Regions from separate parts of the Capsicum annuum genome. Here region 1 is linked to region 2. Evidence: chromatin contacts called from public Hi-C data. All regions are on one chromosome and are shown on one strand. The core of a region is the stretch at or near the end of the contact, and the rest is flanking DNA. Distances in the headings are between cores, read along the strand shown.

Evidence for each region. Hi-C and Micro-C count contacts between places; a contact is called where the count stands out from the background.
Region 1: a Hi-C map of leaf shows a contact between it and region 2, with 4 times the contacts expected there. The contact joins the promoter of LOC107867389 here to the enhancer-like site in region 2. A contact is called at or near these places in 2 of 5 Hi-C or Micro-C datasets (both in leaf).

The regions. Positions count from the first base shown.
Region 1 is chr4:213,744,426-213,748,597 of UCD10Xv1.1, forward strand. It overlaps LOC107867389 (14-3-3 protein 10), which reads right to left and starts at 1,681. Exons shown (of 4, transcript XM_016713604.2): 1 at 984-1,681. The coding sequence starts at 1,487.
Region 2 is chr4:213,671,571-213,675,702 of UCD10Xv1.1, forward strand. No RefSeq gene overlaps it. Among protein-coding and RNA genes, the nearest start is that of LOC107867391, 10 kb to the right of the region's middle. Within about 2 kb of position 1,706, at least 4 of the 5 cell types and tissues checked have an H3K27ac peak or open chromatin away from gene starts, as enhancers often do. A contact at or near this core is called in leaf, where this site is marked.

The DNA.
Region 1 (4,172 bases), core at 431-2,930, 73 kb after region 2:
GCTACAATCTGCGGATCAGAAAGTTCCGTCCCTTGTTCTCTTAGTTAACATACTTGAACCTATGATTCATCTTAAAATCTTACAAACACATATCACTAATTAACATCCTAATGTGATGAAAACACAAATTCACAGCAGAAAAATCAACAGCACATACTAAATGCAAGAATGTCCATCACAATCTCAACAAAAGAACTAAATCCAGATTGCAATGGCTAAAACTGTATTCATCTTGAAATCAAGCTACAGTATCAAGATGATTTGTCCCCATCTTAACACAAAGCCTGCAATCACAAGAAGTTACCAGGAAGACCTAGATGCAGTTTACCCCAAGAGGCCCGGCGTCACATCATCTATAAATTCCAGCTAAACAATTCATTTCTCACAATTTCAACCACATTAGTAAGATTAATATACAAGTATTTGACACAAAAACCGCAATGAGATGGAAAAATCAAGCCCGATTTAACAATCTCCACCATTTAATCTTAAATTTGAGTGAAGGTCAAAAACACACCTAAAATATCCCCTTTTTTTGAGTTCCCTAGCTGAACTATCACCATTGTTCACTTCTCCTACCTGAATGATGGTGATATTTCATCTAGAAGAAGTGAACCAATTGATAACTTAGGCATGATTTGACAAATAGTTAGTGATAGTGAAGCTAGGAAACTCGAACAACACATACTTTAGCTGAGTTTTTAACCATTAACTCCTTTCTTTTTAGTAAGTTAAAAATCTCAACTACATTCACATAACAAAAACATCAAAATCCAGATCAGAATGGCCAAATTTAGTTCTCTATAAAATCAAAATCATCTACAGTTTTACATTTATATTTCAGATCTCAACAGAAGTCCTACAACCACAACAAATAAACAACAAAACCTAGATATAACTTGCCCAAAATCTGAACAGAAAAAAGCACCACCGCAAATCAAACTCAAAAAAATCAAACAGAAGTCAACACTGAAAAGCCATACCTGAGCAGCCTTATACGAATTCATAGTATCTTCAGCAGCCTGTTTCCTTTCATCACCAACTTTAAACTCTGCCAAATACCTATAATAATCACCTTTCATCTTCAAATAAAACACCTTCGATTCACTCGTTGAAGCCGACGGCACCAGATTCGACTCCAGCAACTTCAATATCCCAGCACAAACTCCCGATAACTCATTCTCAACTTTACCTCTATACTCCTTAACCAGATTCACGTGCTCCTCATTCTTCCTTGACTCCTCCTTTTGCTCGATCGATGACACGATCCGCCACGCCGCACGGAGTGAGCCGATCACGTTTTTGTACGCCACGGAGAGAAGGTTTCGTTCTTCTACAGTGAGTTCGCCGGAAGGAGTGGAGTTGATGACCAGTTTGTCCATGAAATGAACCATTTCTTCGTAACGTTCCGCTTGTTCGGCGAGTTTTGCTAAGTAGAGGTACTGCTCACGACTGAGATTTTCGGGGATTGCCGCCGCCGCCGCCATGGATGTAGAGAGAGTTTAGGCGAAAGAGAAGAGAACTGAGAATCAATACTGAATGTGTGTGTGTGAGAGAGAGAGAAGGAACTTTTATATGCTTTTTTTTTTTAAATCTTTTTGAAAAAATATTTAGCTCAATATTTGAGTATATGGAAAATTATTTTTGTTTAATAATTGGTGAAAACGAAATATGAATTAACTTGATGCTGTGAAAATTTAATATTTTAGAACAATATGGTAGTTGGTTGTGATTAGAGGTGTTCATAGGCGGATTGGTTCGATTTTTTATTAAAATATAATCAAATTAATAATGTTGGTTTTCTAAATTTATAAATCAAATCACACCAATGTGCAATCAGTTTTTTATTTTGATTTTAGATGGGTTTTTTCAATTTTTTGGTTTGCTCAATTTTCTTACAATTACAAAGTGATTGAAGAACAAATTTAAATGTTTTCACTAAAAAGATTTTTAAAAAATGGTATAGAGTAGTTCTAATAAAAATTAAATTGGCAAATTAGTAAGACGGCTAAACTACTATGTAATATTATGTAGATACTTAAGTAGTTCAATTTGTAAGTCACTAGTCACAGTAGCTTGTTTGAAAGTTTCCTTCACATAAAATATGACCACACAAAAGAATAAAAAATTAAACAACTTATTAAAAACTTAACTCCATAAAGTAATTAATTATAACATAATTCCATAAAAAAGGAAAGAAGAGAAACAAACCTAAATTACAACTTGACGAATGAGAAAAGTAAAATGAGAAAATAATGAGAACTCTCTGAAAACTTAGAAAGTAAAATGTAAAAAATGAAGCAATTAAAGAGTTTTAGGTTTTTATATTAACTAGTTAAACCCCACGTGTCTCGCACGTGTAACATTTGATTATTTAAAATTAGATGATCTTGTCTATTGCAAAAAATTTTAATGAAGAGCAAAAAATTTAAATCACTTCTCAAAGATACTTCACACTTTAATAAAATAGCGCAAACATAACATATGTTTTATTAAAATATTTAATAAATTTTAAATTCTTAAATATTCAAGAAATAATTTTGTCTAAAGCAGACACTTTTAGTGAATGACAAAAAGTTTAAATATTTCTGAATATCGAATCAAATAAAAACAAAGTTGAAAGAAACAAATCAAACTGAAATAGTTTGATTCGGTGTTCGATGTCTACTTTTTAAAATTATAAATTAAAGAATTGAATTGAAATTTGATAAAATCGAATCAAAGAGCAGAACGTGTACTTCTAATCAACGCCTTAACAACATAAATCGTGTTAATATGAATGAAAAATAGTTTTTTTTTTTTTAAAAAAAACACACCTTTAAATCCTCTCGTAATCGGCACAAAGTCTCAACCACACACTCACATAATTTTTCTTTACCTGCACATCACGCGAAAGTCAACAATTGAAATTGCAATAAATTATACGATAAAAAAGTTAATAAAAGATGCATAATATTTAATATTGTTGACCTACAAATTTAAAACTCATTAAAGAACATAAAACTAATCTTCTCTTGAACATACTCTTTAACAATTAAATTGTGAATGTTATTCTATTATTTATTAAAAAAAAAGGAATGCTCAATATATAGATGTACAATTTTTTTCCTTTTAAGAAAGAGTTGATAAAATATGGAAGAAATCTAATCTAATTTGAGAAATTTTTTTCATAAAAAACTAATTATTATAGAAAATCAAGACAAACGAAACTTAAAAGAAAAGATAATTAAGGACTCCTAATTAAATCAAAAACCATACTTAAAAGAAAGAAATTAGGTCGTATGTTAACTACAATTTGACACTACTTATTTTTTTTCTTTTTGAGGTGGGACGTGTTTTTTTAGTAAAAATAGTTAAATAAGAATTTGATAAAATAATAAAAAGTCATTTCCTATTATGTATTTAAAACTTTTTAAAATTTAATACTTATTAAAATTTTCTTATTCTAAGGCTTTTATATTTGTTTCTATATTTTTCAAATCTTATGAACATCAAATTTAGTTGTTTTAAATTAATGAAAAAAGTATTAGTTGTCATTAATTCTGACGACCTCTAATAAGAAAAGGTTTTACCATAAATATATATTAATTAATTATTAACTTTCAAAAACTAGAAAAAAATAGTGAAAAGACGACTTTGTCTAAAGTAAAAAATTTTAGTGAAGGACAAAAAGTTCAAACAACATTTCCAAGGCCTTTCACATTTTTAATATATTATAAATTATGGATATAAATATAGATATAGATATTGGGCTTTGTATTTGTCACGACCCAAAAACGAGGGTCATGATGACACTTGTCGCGGTGTACCTTGATAAGTAAGTCTATCACCCAAACTGATACGAATAGAGAAAAAGACAAAAATACCCAAGGTAAGGCTTCTAGAATGAAGCCGAACCATATAAATAATCATAACAATGCGGAAAAAACTTATTCAAAACACCAATCATGCCCAAAACCAGGTTTCAATAATGTAAGAACTACTAATACAATCCAAGAGTTAAATACGTCAGAAAATTAACCACAAAGGAATAATAACTGTCTCCGAACACTAATAAAGACATAACTAGTATAGAAAGATAGAGGTGAACTTCGGATGCATGAATGTCCAACTGCTACCTTGGAAGCTCCAACAACCGCCCGAATCAAGTAAGCTGAGGAGCACTCGAGCTA
Region 2 (4,132 bases), core at 456-2,955:
AGAATGATTCAATTTCCTTTATTACGTGAATTGAAAGTGTACATCTTCAATTTCAATTATAAAAGTGACGCAAATAGGAGGGGGATGAGAGAGTATTAATATTACATTAGGTTGATTGTAGGCGTAAATAAAGGAGCACATATATGGAGCAAAAATCAGTGCACTAAAATAGGAGCAAAATATGGTATTCTAATATGTATGAGGGGGTATCTTTAAGGGATTTAAGTAATTACTTTAGATTTTTTTTAATTTCTTTTTCAATATGAGATTTTAATGTAATACGAAAAAGTTACCTAGTGTATATATGTAATTTTTAGCTACAATTATGAGCCCCCAAAAGTATATGAACTAGAATATGGACAGAAAATGAGTGAGCCCATGATGGGTCTTGGACTAAAATTCCGAGCCCACTAAAACTATATGCACTATAATACCGACAGAAAAAAAGGAAAAATAACATAAATATACATCTTAACTTATTATATTTATACAAATCTTCACTCTTACAAAGTATTTACATAATTATGTATCTTCGTTGGATGTATCGGGAGCTAATTATGTATCGACACACCCAAAATTGAAAAAAAATATATTGGGAGATAAATATGTATATTTACAAAAGAAAAAGTGTATTTTGAAGTAGAGATCAAAGTTGAGTGACTTTTGAAGTAAAAATCAAAGTTGAGTGACTTTCTGGGATAAAAGCCTAAAGTTGAGTGACCATTTGAGTTATTAACTCTGATATCTAGTGAATGAAAGTATCGCAAGTAGCAGGGCAAGACTGACTTTTCACTTCTCTCGAACTTCTTCCTAGAAAAAATATTTTACTAGAAGACGTTGTAGATCAAATACTTACCATCATACCAAAAGATATAAGTCATAGCAAGGACGTTACTTTATTCCTTAACTACGACCACCGAAATAAGCATCATATGCGATCATGACTCTAATCCCGGCCATCCTACAGACAGGATTGCTTAGCCAACACTTCCCTAGGATCAAATTTCCTAGTCAAACTTCTAACAACTCCTCTACAATACTGACTAATTCTGTCGTACTTCACAGACTATAATACTAATATATACCCATAAGAATTTAATTAAAGAATGGTGTCCCTCCTTCCCTGGGCCAAAAATGCCACCTAGATATAGTATATGAAAAGTACTTGACAATAGTAAATGACATGATAATTTTATAAATAAAGAGAGCTGAGTCGTAACTATACTATTCTTTTGGCACTCAAGGGATGCTAAGCTATCAATGAAGTGGGTGAGAATCATGAAGTCACAAATCAAATTCCAGCAATGACCAAAATACTAGGTGATTCTTTCTATCTAATCTAGCGTAGGTGGGTAGAATTACCTAACACTTATTACTGGTGGGAGGTGACATGCTTCCCATAATTAGTCCAGCTATACAAAATCTAATCCAAATACCACGATTATTGAAACAATATTCTTTTGCAAGCTAAGATAAAAAAAGGCTGCGAGACTGTAAAGCAAAAAATTGCAACAAGTATCTCACAGACGCTCCCCCCTTATCAAGTCATTTCCATCATAAGGTTTTAAACAAATATATTCATGTGAATTGACCCCCCAATTTTGGCCTATGCCTATGCCATCTTATCCCCATTTACAACCATGCTTGCTATGTTGCTACGCTCCTTCAATGGCCCTCTTCTCATTTCAATTATTCATTACTCTCATTGTCATATAAATAAACCTCCCCACATCCTTCATCATTCATTTTCCTACCCTATATGCACCATGCTTGATTTGCTACTCTTTTCCCTATCCCTCCTTTTCAAACGTCGGTGGCGTAGCAAAAATTTTCATTTAGAGGAGTTAAAACATACATAAGTAAACATACGTGGAAGCCAAGGGAGTTTAATATCTATTATCCATGCATTAAAATATATCGATCTTGTATATACGGTTGATTTTTCTAGAGTTTAGTATCCATTATGTATGCATTAAAATATACAGTTAATTTTCTAAACCATTTGCTCCCCTAGCTTTGCTCATGGTCATATCCGAACCAACTTTTGACTAACAAATAGACAATTTTTCAGTTGTTACACATAGTAACTCGTCGAGATAATTATGTCCATCAAAATTGAATCGTATTGGCTCGTACCAAGTTTTGAAATAGAATCATGATTGGAAATTGTTTGATCAATTTTCTTAATTAACTAAATTAATTGGAAATTGTTGTTCAAATCATAGTGAAACTTTGAATTTCTTATTCTATGTTTGCTTTTCATGAAAAAAACTATACCAATTGAAGTGGTCAGAGAATTTCTTGAAATAACAAAAGGTTTGGATCAAATGATTCTGAAGGTGTTTTCCACAAATTCTTAAGAAATAAGAGGGCTATTTCTTTGCAAAATTGTCCTCACTTTCATCTCGAGTTGAGTTTCACTTTTTCATATATGTTCCTTTCCTTGATAATCTTTGATGAATTTGTGTAATGGCATAATGCACATGTTTCTTGCACACAAACGCCCTACCATAAAAATAAAAACTATCAAGCAAATGAATAAAGGGAAAAAAAAAATGAAAGATAAGCTCTTCGATCTATGTCCTTGCACTATTATATAACAAATCTTAGTGAGTCTCTCTTTTTCTTTTTTTTTTTTCCTTTTCCCCCACCAAGATATTCAAGATTTTCTATATTGTTGTTTTTGAGAGAACAAATATATATTAAAAAATGACTAAAAGTCAACAAGCAAATCATCAACGGAATTTTTATTTTTTTTTAAAAGAAAAGAAATGATTAAAAAGAAAGCCATTTTACATAGTACAAATTGATATTAATCAACTCTTATGTAGACATTAATGACACAATGATACTCTATAGGACACAACATACGTTCTTTAGGATCAAATTAGAGGTGTGCTTATACAATATCATACATCGATATACAATAACGAAGTTCAGAATATCACTAAGAGTATTCAAATTCAATATATATATTTATAATATATATATTGACCTGACTGACCACTATTCAATATGAGTTGTGACTCCGATCCACCGCTCATCGTGTATAGACGTAATTTCTTTTAAATGATGGTCCTAAATTCTAATCTTAGGAACAAAGAAAAACAAAAGGCACATAGAAAAGTTGAAATGTAATTTGTTTGTTGTAATATAAGAAAACAATCTTAACTTTTACTTTGTCAAATAGGAAATAGAATAGGGGCAAAACCAAGTAGCCCCACATGAACAAAGTAAAGACATGTATATGTTTGTCATTGATTGTGCTACATCAATTAAGATGATCCACCATTTTCATTTTTTGATTGAAACACTGAAACAAAACGCTCCTCTCTGAAATAATTCACTTTAAACGAAGCTTCCCAAATAGAAAAAAAATAAAAAAAAAAAAAATTGGGGGGGGGGGGGGGGGGGGGTGGGGGTCCAATTCCAGTGCATTTATTATTATTTTTGACAGTACAAATAAAATGAAGAAAAAAAATTGGATAGGGTTGCTGGGCGGAGCTACATAGGGCCGAGGGTTCATCTGGATCCCCTTTGATGAAAGATTACGTTATTTATATATGGTTTAGTTATTTTTTCAGGTGTATATAGAGTAGATGTTGAATCACTTTGACCTCTTCGAATGCTTCCTTTTACTATTTTGAATCTTTTTAGTAAAAATTTTGGCTCCGCCACGACACTGGATGGCATATTATTATCTGAAAGAATCTCAAGTCTCAAGACACTCAATTTCCGTGAAAAAATTTAAAGACTGTTTTGAACATTCACAATCATAATTTGATGCTCTTTCCAAACACTTGTTCTGTATTTTCTTTATCACTTCATATTTTTCCATTTTACTATAATTTATTCTCTCCTTAAATTTATATAGATACATACATGTATTTATTGCTGTACCTTGAAAATTATCTTCATGTACTTCCTTCTTTAGACAATTAATAGTTTTGTATATACGTAGGTATTATTTGAGTTTAATATGAGTTATCTCGTTAAAAGTTTAAATGGTTAGGGGGTCATTTGTTAGGTTGTATAAAAAGAGTCTTGAATATGGTGTATTAGTAATGTCAATACTTCTTAGTCATTCTTAGATTGTATTTATATCGTGTTTGGTTTTGGTGTATTATAAATA